Linked DNA regions of Columba livia: region 2 is linked to region 1. Evidence: chromatin contacts called from public Hi-C data. All regions are on one chromosome and are shown on one strand. The core of a region is the stretch at or near the end of the contact, and the rest is flanking DNA. Distances in the headings are between cores, read along the strand shown. Region 1 holds the start of COMMD9 (COMM domain containing 9). Region 2 holds the start of PAMR1 (peptidase domain containing associated with muscle regeneration 1).

What was found. Hi-C and Micro-C count contacts between places; a contact is called where the count stands out from the background.
Region 2: a contact with region 1 is called in a Hi-C map of liver, with 2.9 times the contacts expected there. The contact joins the promoter of PAMR1 here to the promoter of COMMD9 in region 1. A contact is called at or near these places in 2 of 2 Hi-C or Micro-C datasets (crop and liver).

What each region holds. Positions count from the first base shown.
Region 1 is chr5:47,822,421-47,829,451 of bColLiv1.pat.W.v2, reverse strand. COMMD9 (COMM domain containing 9) reads right to left here and starts at 4,467. Exons shown (of 6, transcript XM_005500237.3): 1 at 4,309-4,467; 2 at 4,080-4,205; 3 at 2,747-2,886; 4 at 1,993-2,027. The coding sequence starts at 4,359. PRR5L (proline rich 5 like) reads left to right here and starts at 4,524. Exons shown (of 13, transcript XM_065064848.1): 1 at 4,524-4,698.
Region 2 is chr5:48,188,182-48,195,212 of bColLiv1.pat.W.v2, reverse strand. PAMR1 (peptidase domain containing associated with muscle regeneration 1) reads right to left here and starts at 2,536. Exons shown (of 13, transcript XM_065064862.1): 1 at 2,369-2,536; 2 at 661-764. It overlaps FJX1 (four-jointed box kinase 1), which reads left to right and starts at 3,314. Exons shown (of 1, transcript XM_065064870.1): 1 at 3,314-5,641. The coding sequence starts at 3,314. The coding sequence ends at 4,600. LOC135579600 (a long non-coding RNA gene) reads left to right here and starts at 3,014. Exons shown (of 4, transcript XR_010473041.1): 1 at 3,014-3,152.

The DNA.
Region 1 (7,031 bases), core at 3,218-5,717:
ATGCTCTTAAAAATCCAGCAGCATACAACATGTTATTTCAAGTTCCCCAACCTGTGAACCAGAGCATCCTGCAGTACAGCATATGTATGGGTAATCTGCAATCTTCACATCCTGTCAATTTGTTAAAATATTGAAGATATCATCCTAATCAGCCTAACAGAAATCATTCAACAGTCTAGCACAATACTGACATTAATAGTTCAGAGCTGGGAAATCCATGAGCCTTCCAAGGGAAGGAGGCCAGGCCTGACTTAGTTGCACAAATTTCTTGGCAGGCCAGCTATCTCTTGCAGAGAGTGGAGAGGGATATTTTCTCCTAATGGTGTGTATTTAATGAAGGTCACTGCACTATGAACCCTCAAGAGTCTCTAAGCACCATGCAAACTGGCATATAAACTGAGATTAAAGTTCTCCCAAAGAAACTCTGGTACCAACAGGCTGGCTGCAAGCAGTCTTTGTCAGTTCTTGGGAACAAAATTTTCCTCTGCAGTGTCTTTCAGCTACCAGTAATAAATATATGGAACATCTGAAGAATACAGTCAGGTGAAACTAAAGCAAGTTTTTAGATGTCACACACCCTATAAAAGTGGGAGATCACAAGGGTCTCACTCTCTTCGACCAGCATCTGAACAGGACCCTGCCTGTTGTGCTTCTAATCTGAGGCCTGGTTCCAGACCCTTAATCCCTGAATCCAGTTCCGGTTTGCTGTGAACTCCAGCTCAGGACTTCCAGATACCTGCTCTGCAGCCACTGGAACATACCCTTGTATATCAATTTGCAAAGATTGATTGCTGGTGGCTTGGGAGGGCCAGGAAACCATCCACATTTTTATGTTAACATTGATCGATCAGTTGGAATGTCCCTAAAATCTCTGCCTTGGCCCTATGTGATATATGTCAGATATTTAATGAATACAGTGTTAAAATAATAAATCATTTTCTAGAGGACAATCTCATTCCAATATTCATCTAATGAATACAAAGACATGAGTGTCAGAGCAGAGCTCCTGAGTGGTGCTCCAAGAGCTACACACCCAGCTTTGCTTCTGGGTTGTAAAGACCTACCTAGTGTGTCATGCTGGTATGTCATCTCCTCTGACGCACTAGAGCGTTAAGAATGCAGGAAAAAGCATTATGTGTCTTAGTAACACTAGAATATTGTTTAGTATAAGCAACTGCTGTATTTACTGTACTAGCATTACACAACTGCTACCTACTTATATTCTAGTAAAACTTTAAAGGACAGTGTATTTCCAGGTCTTGCTATACTGGTTAGCTGTTGGACATTATTTCCTCTGCAGGCAAAGTGTAAAGAGGATCCATTCAGTCTTCAAACTACTCTGTTATGTACCAGCTCTCATTTATAGGCCTCTTAAGTGCTACAGATGTAAAGGAAACCTCCTAGGGAGAAAACAAAGTGTTGTAGCTGCATGGAACACCTAACTGGGAGGTAACTCAGTGCCCATGATGCTGTTGTTAAAAGTTTGCGCTCCTTAATTATATCACTGTTTATAAAGGTGAGGAAAAAGCAGAGTTATGAATATATGCAATATACTTCCTGATGCATGGAACAGAAACAATGCACAGAACTGACTAGATGTACAAAGATAAAGTGTTCCCCAATAAATACATATTCTTTACAGTTGCACAGTTATAGAATATGGACATTAATTACCTGAATGGGGAGATCAGAGTGTTTCACTTTCAAGTTTGGCAAATACTTGCTATACACTGCACTCTGCAAGGTAGCAACAGACTGAGCATTAAATGGAACTGCATGATGACTGGGAACAATTTAGCACAGCAGCACTTCATACAAGCTTTTTGGCCTCTGCTAAGCTCTGTGATGCCACAATCACACAGCATCATCTAAGCCAAATGGGGTTTTCACATGCTACTTTATGAAAACATGTTGCGACACACTATTCTACACTCTAAGCTCCAATGACCTCAGGAAACATTAACAGCATCAAAGATTTGAGCTACTACTTACTCTGACTTGCTTGTGCCTCATTCCTCCAAGCAGAGCTGTGAAAAAGTGAAGAAGAGAAAAACAGTATCAGCAGAGCTTTGGGGAGGAAAAAAAACAAAAAGGTAGGGAAAGCATTCAGAGTGGCTTATGCCTGATGGAAGGGTCACCAGGGATGCACCAGTAAGCAGGGAGACTGCCTATGCTACTAAGTGCCAAGGAAAGGCTGTCATTTGTGGGCAACAGTAGGCAAACTGGTGACCAACTATTTGTTCTTCTGTACATGCAGCTCACATATGGTACGTATCTTTCTCTCCAGCTTTGTCAAAGCAATGGGCTACCAAGCAGTGAGGCAGTGGTAGAGCATAGCAGTTCTGCATACAGTGCCTCCACATCTAAATCAAGGTGGTAAGTGGACAGGCATCTAAATGCTACCTAATCAGATTTTGTAGTGCTGAAATCTAGCCCTCTAAGCTGTAGCATTTTTCTACTACGCAGGTGAGTTGTTAAGATAAAAGGGGCTTTGCATTATACGAATGAAGCCCACACCTATTCCAAAAGTCTCAGGAAAAACTTCTGTGCCCATGGCTGTGTTTTGTTTGCCATTCCACTCAGATGACATGTTTCATTCACCTATGCTCATCCCAGCTTGTGTGAGTATGCCCAAGGCATGCACAAAATTCATAGAAACAAGACTTCGCATGCGGGCAACTATTCACATATCAAACCAGGCTTTAACTTTGCAGCTGAAAGCAAATGGCAGGTAGGTAGCACTCACATATTCTCCAAGATTATCTTAGTCAAAAGGCTTTTCAGATTTTGGTGGAAGTTCTCTGGAAAGAGAGAGAGGATATCTTCTGCCTTCGTTAGGCCATGGTACACAACATGCCTGGTGAGGTTGTGCAAAGCAAACACCAGCTGTAGGAAAGGAAGAGGAGAAAGGGCCCAACTGGGTTGAAAAACATTACATGCAGCAACAGACAGGCCTTCAGCAGCCAGTAGAGACACAGCTTCTGTATCAGCCCTGCGGAGAAGGACTTGGGGATACTGGTGGATGAAAGACTGGACATGAGCCAGAAATCGGCGCTGCAGCCCAAAAGGCCAATCAAAAGGAGTGTAGCCAGCAGGACAAGGGAGGTGATTCTGCCCCTCTACTTCACTTTGGTGAGACCCCACCTGGAGTACTGTGTCCAGCTCTGGAGCCCTCAGCACAGGTAAGACATGGACCTGTTGGAAAGGGTCCAGAAGAGGCCACCAACATGATCAGGGAGATGGAACACCTCTCCTATGAGGACAGGCTAAGAGAGTTGGGCTTGTTCAGCCTGGGGAAGAGAAGACTCCAGGGAGACCTTACTGCAGCCTTCCCGTAACTAAAAAGGGCCTATAAGAAAGATGGGGACAGAGTTTTAACCAGGGCCTGTTACAACGGGACATTTTTAAACAAAAGGAGGGGAGATTCAGGCTAGACATGAGGAACAATTTTTTTACAATGAGGGTGGCAAAACACTCAGGTTGCCCAGAGAGGTGGCAGCTGCCCCATCCCTGGAAACATTCAAGGCCAGGCTGGACGGGGCTCTGAGTAACCTGATCTAGTTGAGGATGTTCCTGCTCATTGCAGGGGGGGTGAACTAGATGACCTTTGAAGATCCACTCCAAGCCAATCTATTCTATGATTATGCAGTGAGACCAAAACCACCAGGACCTGTGACATGCAAGTACTGCCCACCAGCCTTAATGGGTAACGAGCCGAGATCCTCACTGTCCTTTAACACACACGCCTCACGCACTCCCCTTTTGCCTTCCTGTGAGGGTCCTGTGGACTATGCCTATGCAGGAGGATCGTTTGATAGAGCACGTTTCATTACAGCAGCGGCCGCGGTCCTTCAGAGCCCCATGGCACCATACATCTTCCTGATGGACTGGGTCAAGCTCTATGCTGGCGCCCGCACCGCTTCGCTCCCTCCTGCACGGTGAGGCCCAGGCAGGCACATTCCATCCTCCCGCTCTTTTTTACGCGCCCCGTTTCTGCGCAGCGCGAGAGAACGCTTCCGAAGGCATCCCGCTCGTGGCCGCGCCGGCGGCTCTCCCTGCCGCTGCCCGCCCGGCTTTACCTGCTCCGCTTCCTCCGGGCCGGGCGCGAGGCTGAGGCAGACGCGCTGTGCCAACGCGGCAAGGCCGGCGGGCGGGCTGGAGAAACATTGCTGGCACAGCTGCCGCACGGCATCCCTCGATGGTGCCTGGCGGGAAGCAAAGTGGGAGGCGCTCAGCCGCGGCCAGAGAAAGGCAGACCCCGCCACCAGGACGGGCCCCCGTCCTCCAGTAGCTCGGCGGCCCGCTCACCCGCAGCAGTCTCTGCAGGGCGGCGAACTCCGCTTCCCGCACCGCCGCCATCTTAACGTTGTCAGCTGAACCAGGTGCAGACCTCCCCGTGTTGCGCCACCACCATCTTGCCGCTGTCAGCTGAGGCGGGCGGGGCCGCGACGGAGGCCGGAGGCGGGCGGAGGCTGGGACGGAGGCTGGAGGCGGGGCGGGGCGGAGCGGGGCGGCCGGCCGGCCGGGCAGGCTGGGAGCTGTAGTCCTCAGGTGGAGGGGATTTCGCGTTCCTGCGGTCGTGCACCGTGATCCCACGTTGAAGGCTTGGCGGTTCCACCCGCTGTGGGGCTTGTGGGAGTGCGTGCGCCGTGCGAGCGGGAGCTGCAGCCGGAGCTGGACCCCGGTATCAATACTGAGGTAGCAGGGACGAGGGCAAGCCCTAAATATCTGGTCTCACCCCTCGCTGATCTACTAATTTTTTTACTGTCAGTGCAAATCTCTTATGTTGAATGCATAATTTAGCTGTAAACGCTCTATTTTCAGCCAGTGGGAAGTGAAGGTGAAACATTTGTTGTGGTGCTGGTGCAGTGATATGGACCATTATGTTAGCAAACTGTATCTATGACTTTGGAAAGGAGAAATAGTCTTCTCTTTTGTCTTGTGTAATTCGCAATATATCTGATTCCAGGGCATCGATAATCTATGATCTTTCCCCATCACTGCTTCTGTCACAGCACCTCTATCCTCATTTCTGTTTGTGTTGTTCGGTAAGCAGAATAATACATGATAAGAAGTGCAAATATGTAAATGCTGTTTGCATTGGGCTTCACAAGCTTGGCAGGGAAAAGGGCTTACTCCTGCAGAGATGTTAACTTCCCTCTCTTATGCTGGGAAGCCTTAAAGGCTGCCATTCAATTCAAACAGAGAGGATTTTATTTTCCATCATCTTTCGTGAGCAATAGGAAACAACGCTCTGGGGAAACTATTTTAGGATATGATTTTATCATCTGTGACCTCTTGAAATAAATTAGCGTGACTGATCATTTTGCAGACCTGTGCTACTTTCTTTAGCACTTTATTACCAACAAATCTAACCCAGTGCAACCAGCACATTAGGTGAGGCTTAGAGTCTGCTGGGTGGAGTCATCATTATCATGGTGGGCCCTTACTGGGAGAACTGGTGTGCTGCTGAGTTCAGGTGACAGGACGCAGTGGGCAGTGGGTATTGTGGATGACAGTTGCTTATCCAGGTGACCATACATCTCAATACTCTGATCAGAAAAGGAAAACAAGCAAGACGACGTTGTGTATTCCTGAGAGGAAGTATCTGAAAGATTTGGTGATGGTCTCTCTTCTACTGATGCCACAGTGATCATTTTCACCTAAACAAATATGGCAGTATCTGTAAACTACACACCAGAATAGACCAAAAGGTAAAGGGAAGGATGGTGGAATCCTAATTTTTGTTCCCCAAGTGAAAGGTTTGCAGAGTTAGTGGGCTAAACCCACTTTTGACATCTGAGTGTAACTGCATAACATAAAGTCCTTCATTAATAAATGTGGGAATTCATTAACATCAGTGGCAGTCTTAGAGGTTGTGAAAGGATTAACAGAATTAAAGCACTATGGAAAAACAACACTGTTGTAATCTGAGCAAGTAAGCCTAAAGGAAATACAAGGATTGTTCACAGGATATCACTTAATATTGTAATTGCATCATTGACATCCTATAATCTGTCTGCTTGTCTCATTCCCAAAACAATAAAACTAGCGTTTTCTACAGTCAGAGGTAAGAAGCATTTTTCTAAGAAGTAAAACTTCTGAAATCCTGTATCCAACTGGGGAAGAGGGTCACTGTTTGGTTGTTGGTTTGGTTTGGTTTGGTTTTGTGAGGGGTGTTTTTGTGGTTTTCTTGTTTTTTGCTTTTTGTTTTGTTTTGTTTGTTGTTGGTTTGTTTTGTTTTGTTTTGTTTTGTTTTGTTTTTCCCAGGGCTTTTCTAAAGCAATGACTTTATAAGCCATGTAAAATCAGATTGATCCATCCCTAGGTTAAGAACTTAATTATAAAGAGTCACTTTGTCAGACAAGTAGGTGAAGAGATACAAAGGGCTAGGGGGATAGCTAACTGTCATTGCTAACCATCACAGAAATATGTGGCAAGCGAGAACATTTACCTGTGAGCCACATACAGGAACAAAGATGGTGCTGGCCAGCTAGCATTGTACTGAATTCACTCTCCAGTCCACCTCCTATTGTTGCCATTTCCTCACTCTGGGAACCTTCTAATTATGAGGAAATAATGACAGGTTTGATTTAATATCAAAGTTGAAATGCTGTTTGTAGCTGATGGTCAGAAGCCAACAGAAGTGCTTGGTAAAATGCTCTATCTGTGGTAAATTATTTCTCTTTCTTTCTCTCTCTCTTTCTCTCTCTCTCTCTTTCTCTCTCTCTTTTTCTCTTTCTCTCTTTCTCCCTTTCCTTCCTTCCTTCCTTCCTTCCTTCCTTCCTTCACTTCTGTCTAGCTGTCTTCAAGGTCCAGACCTCCAAAATCAGATTATAAGGAATGAAGGGCGAGACTGCATCATGAAAGGAAGGCTTGCCCTCTCATCAGTGTGCTTATCAGAAAGTTTTGAGAAACACCAGTTCAATTACCTGCTGTGCCAGAAGCAGTTCTCTCAGTTTGAAAAAAAACAAAAACCAAAAAACAACAACAAAAAAGACAACGTAGAGGAATGAGATGGATTGGATGAC
Region 2 (7,031 bases), core at 1,287-3,786, 370 kb before region 1:
ACCAGGAAGCTGTGTACTGGGGGTCAGGAGGGGAATGAGGAGAACAAGGCCTTCACTTGGCTAAAATCAGTGTGAAACACTAGCAGCTAGGTATTCTATGAGCCTAGCTTTGTCAGGCTGCTAATATCAAGTTAATATAAGAAACAAAGCAAGGAAACCAGAAATTATTTTGTTATATTTTTACATGCTCAGATTCTGGGTCTGGACAGTGACCATCTCTCCCTTCTCCAGTATAGGGCTGAGAAGCTTGGAGACTGTATTTCCTTTATCTTCAAGCTGCTCATTGCAATCAAAAAAGAAGTAACAAGACATCTGATTGACCCAAACATATCAGTGATCACAGTTTCAGGAATGTTTAACATGCTGTAAATTGAAGAGCACATCAGCTTGGCTGATGTTTAGCCCTCTACCAATCATCTGGTTTTAAAAATATTCCAGCTTATAAGCAGGACTAAGCCAGTGGGGTGGCTCAGCAAAACTCTGGCTTGTTCTTTTTCCAGATAATGTAGTCAGAGGCAGAGTATTTCAGGGAAATGGTGTTTGTCCAGCTATTGATTTAAGGGTGTAGTCACAGTATAGCCCATTGATTAACTGCTTAGCTTACAAGAGGCAAGCTGTAATTGAAATGAATCTCATGCATAACTTGGAGCTTATGCTCACCTTAATTACAAGAAATGTAATGTCCTTATTCACGATAATGGTACTTCTCCAAGTGGGACTTCCTAGTGTAGGCACTGGCAGTTGGATATGCACTAGAATTCATCCTGAAAGAAATGCAAATAATTAACTTAAATCAAAATACATGTTCAACCTATGCATGGAATAAAACTCACTTTCTATTTTCAGTCCTTTCCGAAGAAGCTGCGAGTTTTCTTAAAGCTATTTCAAACTGGAAAATGACAGAGAACAGAGATAATTCTGTGCCATTTCTTTGGTAAAAATATTCAGCCTCCTGTTGGATAAAAGCCTCCTGCTTAGTCTAACGGTACTGTTCTTATTGGCCACCACGAATTATAGCAATCACCAGTTCCAAGTCACACACCTGGTGTTCACCATGTAGCTCATGTGGTTTCAAAGTATGAAAGTGTAAAGCATCATTTCGTAGTAAGGCCTCAAGGTCAGAATCACATGAGAACTGAATTCACAGATAACAAGAAGAATTATAGCTTCTATTGCACTTAGGGAAGCCAAGATGATTACTATTTCTCATTATTTCAGCAAGTTCCTTTGTGCATGAGAGACCCAAGAGCACTAATGGTCCCAGTTAAAATAGTCACAGTTAGATGTGAGGTCTTGCTGTTAGAAAAAGCATCAGCCACAATTTTTTACATGCACTGGCTTGTCCTTTCCGTGCCTGGCACTCCTATTTCTCGCCATGAGACCCCTCCACCCAGGAGTGAGCCCTTCACTAAATGGCTTCCTGCAAGTCGGTCTCCTCGGCCTGGGCCCTGCTGGGGTGACGGGGCCCGACTGTCCGGACGGTCCGATCAGGGACAGCAGCGGCGGCTGCAGCGCGGCGGCGTGACCGCCAGGAGGAGCTGGTACGACACGACCGCTCGGCTCCGCAGGGGAGCGAGAAGGGCTCGCTTTGCTCCTCTCCCACTATGCGGGCTCGGGGCCGCCCTCGACTGTGTGACCGCAAGAGAAACGCTGCCGTCCGCAAACTCCGCGATGCCGCAGGGCGCGCTGGAGGCAAGGTGGACTTAAGGCATTGGCATCTCACAGTCAGAGCTTCCCTAGGAAGACTGTGAAGTCCCAGTTTAAAGGGGAATTTGAGGGAAAAGCCAATTAATTCAGGTTCCTTTTTTTTTTTAAGTTGTTAAGGTGGATTAGGAGAGTTCAAATGGTTTGTAATAGAATCCTATCAAAGAGATAATTCATTTTTTCTTATATTAAAATACATTGCATTCAATTCAACCCGGAAGACTGTGGAGTGGTTGGATATTTTTCTGTGATGTTTTAAGATTCTGTATGTGGTGGTTTTTCTTCTCTGATCCAACTCAAATAACTACTCTGGAGGACAGCCATGGCACTGATTGAAGAAGGGAGATGTGTTTTAACTTGGCTCACAAACATGTCTTTCCTAGGAGAGGTCTCCAGTAAAATACAGAAAGTGCAGAGCTAAGCTTCCTTGCCTTGGAAAGGCAGGAAGCTGGAAATGAGAGACAGAAACAGGTACTCCTCTAATCTTCCAGTATACACCCTAACGTCCTCAAAGAGACAAAACTTGTAGAAAAGTGCTGGCTGTGGCTCTCTTGGGCACGAAATCCCTTGGGGTGGGGCTTGAAACTTCGCAAACTTGACACTTTCTCTCGGAGGATTAAAATACCAGGAAAATCTAGTCCGCACCGCAGACGCCGTGACGCACCTGAGCTGGCTGCACACATCGGTGTGCACGGACGCCGACAGCGCTCCCTTTCGTACACACGGGCCCCGCAACAGCTGTCCCATGCCGCCGCCGCCGAAGCGGGAGAAAGCGGCGGAGGAGGTGGCACTCTGTGGTGTGTTACGACCGCGCCCTGCCCACGGCCAGCGACAGCCCTGCCCGGCAGGGATTCTCAGCAACAAGCCGTGGCATTACAGCTTGGTCCTGGAGTGGCGCCTGTCTTTCAGGCGATCCTCTTGTGCAACCAGCTGCCGGCTCCGGGCCCCGCTCCCTGCCCCCAGCGCCGGGTGGAGAGCGGAGGGGTCACCAATCCGCCGGTGACGGCGGCGCCACCCTGCCGTGCTGGTCGGGGGCAGGAGGCGGCGCGACCGCGCCCGGGGGCTCCGGTGGAGCCCGTGGACCGGCACAGGGGGCGACTACACCGGCGCGCGCGCCTCCTTCCGCTGCCCTCCCTCTTTCTCGCTGTGTAGGCTCCTTTGTGCTGCATGCAGCGGGGAGGAGGAAGTGGCGCAGCCGAGTGCCTCCGCTGCAGCGCTCTCCATTCCCGCCGTCCAGCGCCGGCCCCACGACACTCCCCACGCTTCCACCTCCAAGACGGAACACCCCGCCATCACCGCCACTAGGGACGTCGTCGCTTTAAGCGCAGGGCCACGCGGGAAGAGGGGGCGGGCCAGGCCGGCCCTCTTTCCTTCCCCCCGGCTCCCCCACGTGGTGCGGGTTGCCTGTGCCTCTCGGGTGCTGCTGGAGCTGGGCACATACAGCGTAGGTATGTAGGGGCACCGTCTGTTGCAGCTGTTGCTCCCCGGGGGTCTGGTCTGATCCGGCCCGGCCGGATCCGGCGCCATGCGCCAGCGCCGCGTCGAGCGGCCGAGCGGTGGGGCTGCGGTGCCGCTGTGTCCCGCGGCAGCGGCGTGAAGCGGCAGGAGGATGAAGAGGGCGAAACGGGCCGCGCCGGGCTCCCTACCCGTGCTGGGGCTGCTGCTGCTGGCCGCATTGCCAGCGCTGTGGACGGTGCTGCTGCGGCGGGAAGCGGCGACTCAGCGGGAGCTGGATCTAGAGCCGCGCTCGCCCGCGGGGCTACCCCCCGGGCGGTGGGTCTGGGGGCGCTCCTCGGCGGCGCGGGGCGAGCCCGGCGGCGGTGGGCAGAAAACTTTCCGGGCGCTGCTGGCCCTACCGGCGGCGGGCCAGGAGGAACAGGGCGGCGAACGGCGGTTCGCTGCGTCCGGCTCGCAGCCGCCAGCCGACACCGCCTCTCCGGTGGAGCGGGGCATCTTCTGGAGCCGTGAGCTGGAGGAGCAAGTGCCGCCGGGCTTCGCGGAGGAGGAGGCGGTGGCATGGCTGTCGGCCGCGCGTGCCGCCCGTGTGGCCTCGCTGGAGCGGGGCGGCTGCGGGCGCAGCTCCAACCGGTTGGCACGGCTGTCGGACGGGAGTCGCGCCTGCGTCCGCTACGGCATCAACCCGGAGCAGATCCAGGGCGAGGCGCTCTCGTACCACCTGGCCGGGGTGCTGGGCATACAGGAACGGCTGCCGCCCATGGTCCTCGCCCTGGTGGAGGCCCGCGGGCAGCAGTGGGAGCCAGTGCGGGAGGAGCTGCGCGGATCGCACTGGGTCGAGGGTGCCGTGGTCAGCCTGACCCGCTGGGTGGACAACCTTACTGCCGTTGTGGCCCCCGCGCCCTGGGGAGCCGAAGCAGGCGCCGGCCGGTGGCTGCAGCCGCTGTCTGCGGGGGAGCTGGGCGTCCTGCCGCCGTCGCAGCTAGTGGAGCTGGTGCAGTGGAGCGATCTGATCCTTTTCGATTATCTGACGGCCAACTTCGACCGTCTGGTCAGCAATTTCTTCAGCCTGCAGTGGGACCCAAGGGTGATGGGCCGCGCCACCAGCAACCTGCTCCGCGCCCCTGATGGCGGGCTCGTCTTTATGGACAACGAGGCGGGGCTGGTACACGGCTACCGCCTCCTCGCCATGTGGGACCCGTACAACGAGTCACTGCTCCGCTCCATCTGCGTTTTCCGCGAGGGCACGGCGCGGCGTGTCGCTGAGCTGCACCGCCGCCGCAGCGCCGCTGCCGAGCTGCGCCGCCGCTACCGGGCGCGGGAGCCGCTCTGGGCGCGCCTCGGCTTCCTCTCGGAGCGGCAGGCCGAGCTGCTGCAGGCCCGCGTTGACTTCGTGCACCGTCACATCGCCCACTGCCGGGCACAGGCCGCCGTGCTTTGACGGCCCCGGGGTGGGCGGAGGGTGGCGGCGAGAGCCTGTTGCCCGCAGTGTCCCGTTTTTTCTCTCCTCCGATGGAGGAGGACTTATCCCGGTGGCCGCCGAAGGCTAGGGTGGGCCCTGCCCGCCACCTCGGTGCTCGGTGCCCTGTAACCGCCACGACTGCCGGGGATGGGGGGAGGGTTCGGCCGCCAGGAGCGGATGCTCACGCTCAGGTGCAGGTAATAGCAGGTAGAGGAGCAGTTAATTAGCGTCAAGTTCCCTGGAGATGCAGAGTGTGATCGGTGTAATTATTGCAGAGTTCCACTCCGGGGTTTTGGTTCTAGAGCTTGAAAAAATTAGAGGATTCGGCATCTTGAGTGCTTTCCTCAGTTCTGTTGGTGCACTCACCCTCATAAGAGACCCCGTAGGAAAGCAGTTGGTTTTGTCTGGATTGGGGTCAGCTACCTCTTCCTTCCAAAGGAGGCAGGTGAAAACATTTCCTTATATATTATTCCTTTTGCAATAGCATATTTAAGTATGAATGTTGATATTCATAGACCAATAACTGATTGCACAATAGGGATGTCCCTAACTAGCCTAACCTCCCTATTCATGAAGCTTGTTCCTTACTGATTTTCTCTAATGAGAGTGAACCTTTCTACTGATTGTTAAATCCTGTTGATTGGGAAGTGTACAGGAAACCCATACTCTGTTAGCTCTTAGTCTTTTTTTTGTGGATGCAGCGGGTTAAACTGTTTTGGTTCTTAAAGCATTTGTAGTCATCACTATAGTTGTTTCATCTGACCAGTAAAGTAACTGACTAATGAGCAACGCAAGAGGATGTCCTGGCTTTTAAAAACATTGCTGTGTGCTAAGACTTGGATACAACAGTTAAAGTGAAGGAAAAACTGTTTCATGCACTTTACTTTGACTTTTAAATTTTTTATAAAAGAGGACTTTTTTATTTTACAAAGTCTGCCTTTTATGTACATTCTATATGTTTGTTAGCTTTTCTGTAACATACTGCAGAAACTGACATTTCAGTAAAGCGTGTTAACAATTTGCTGCCTTTGACCTGAATGTTTTTATACGGTTTGATAGGGAAGCATGCACCTGCTTGGTCTTCCCTAATGGACAACAGAGACCAAGTCTTTCCAACTTCTCACTGCACCGAACTGAACAAACTTTTACTCGTTCCCTCTGAGGAAAGGAGGGGTAGAGTTAAGCTTTCAAATGCTACCCTTTTCTTTCTCTTTCCTAGCTGTTTTGTCACTAGAAGGGCAAAAGTTCTTTGAGTGGCTAAAATAATGTGCCTATTGCATACTTCAGCTGAATACACATTTGTGTGTTTTTTAAAGCAAACCTTGACTAGCACTAAGAAAACTGAAGCAGTTAGTTTTAGCTTACTGATACAGATGTTGTGGGCTTACCTGCTGTCAGCTGCTTTGGGTGCTGGGACTGGGTACCAACCTCTTAATACAGATTATGTCAAGTGTTACTGTACCAGGAACATCCCTGGAGGTGGCAGTTACTTCCACTGGGTGTTTATGCTGGTTCTCAGTTCTCTTTTCCCATTTTGGTTATCTTTGAAACAGAGGTTGAGGCAGAATTGAAGAACAGGAAAGCTTTTCAATCTTACTAAAATAATTGGTAGGTTTTTTCCTACCAAATTTGTGACTCAAAATACAGCCAAAATAAGGATAAAGGACAAACTAATCCCCTTTAAACTGCAAATGCCACTATCTATCCTGCTGTAATCAAACAACAGCATAATCCGTTCTACATCTGAGCAGGCACATCCTGATGAAGGCAGCAACCTGCTCAGTGGCTGCTATGCAAGTAGGTGCTGTCTTCAGTATGTCAAACACTAAACTTCCCCTGAACTCAGAGCCATGTATTCATACCTGCAAGACTTCTTGCATCTGCTGATATTTATTTAGATTAAACTTCACATAAAGACAGTTTTCTTTGGCCATTACAGTGTTTGGATTTTTTTTTTTTTTTAATAGGACAAGATGACAGCTTTACTAACAATTTAAAATTAATGGTTGATTAGTTAGCTAAAGTAGATATTGCAACTGTGTGTATGAGTATTTATTTTAAAATGTCCCAGCAGCCTTCAAGAATAGCTTTCATTCAACTGTTTAACTGACAAGGCTCTCTATTGAATTCATATTAATAGTTCACCGCATTTCTCTCTGTGAACAATGCATAGAATCCCATGTGACATTCCTTTGCCATTTACATGATAATACACGATTTAACTGAGTAATTCTTAATTCTTCCTAAGTGTTGCTTTGTAACTTGAATGCAGCTCTCTGTTGCATTCATCTAATGAAAATACATTTAAATAATAAACTGCTGGCATAAATTTTAAACCACTGTGAAGAGTAAACTGCTGTGCCACAAACTTCTAAAGTTTAATTTCTGTTTAAATATTTCTATAAGTATG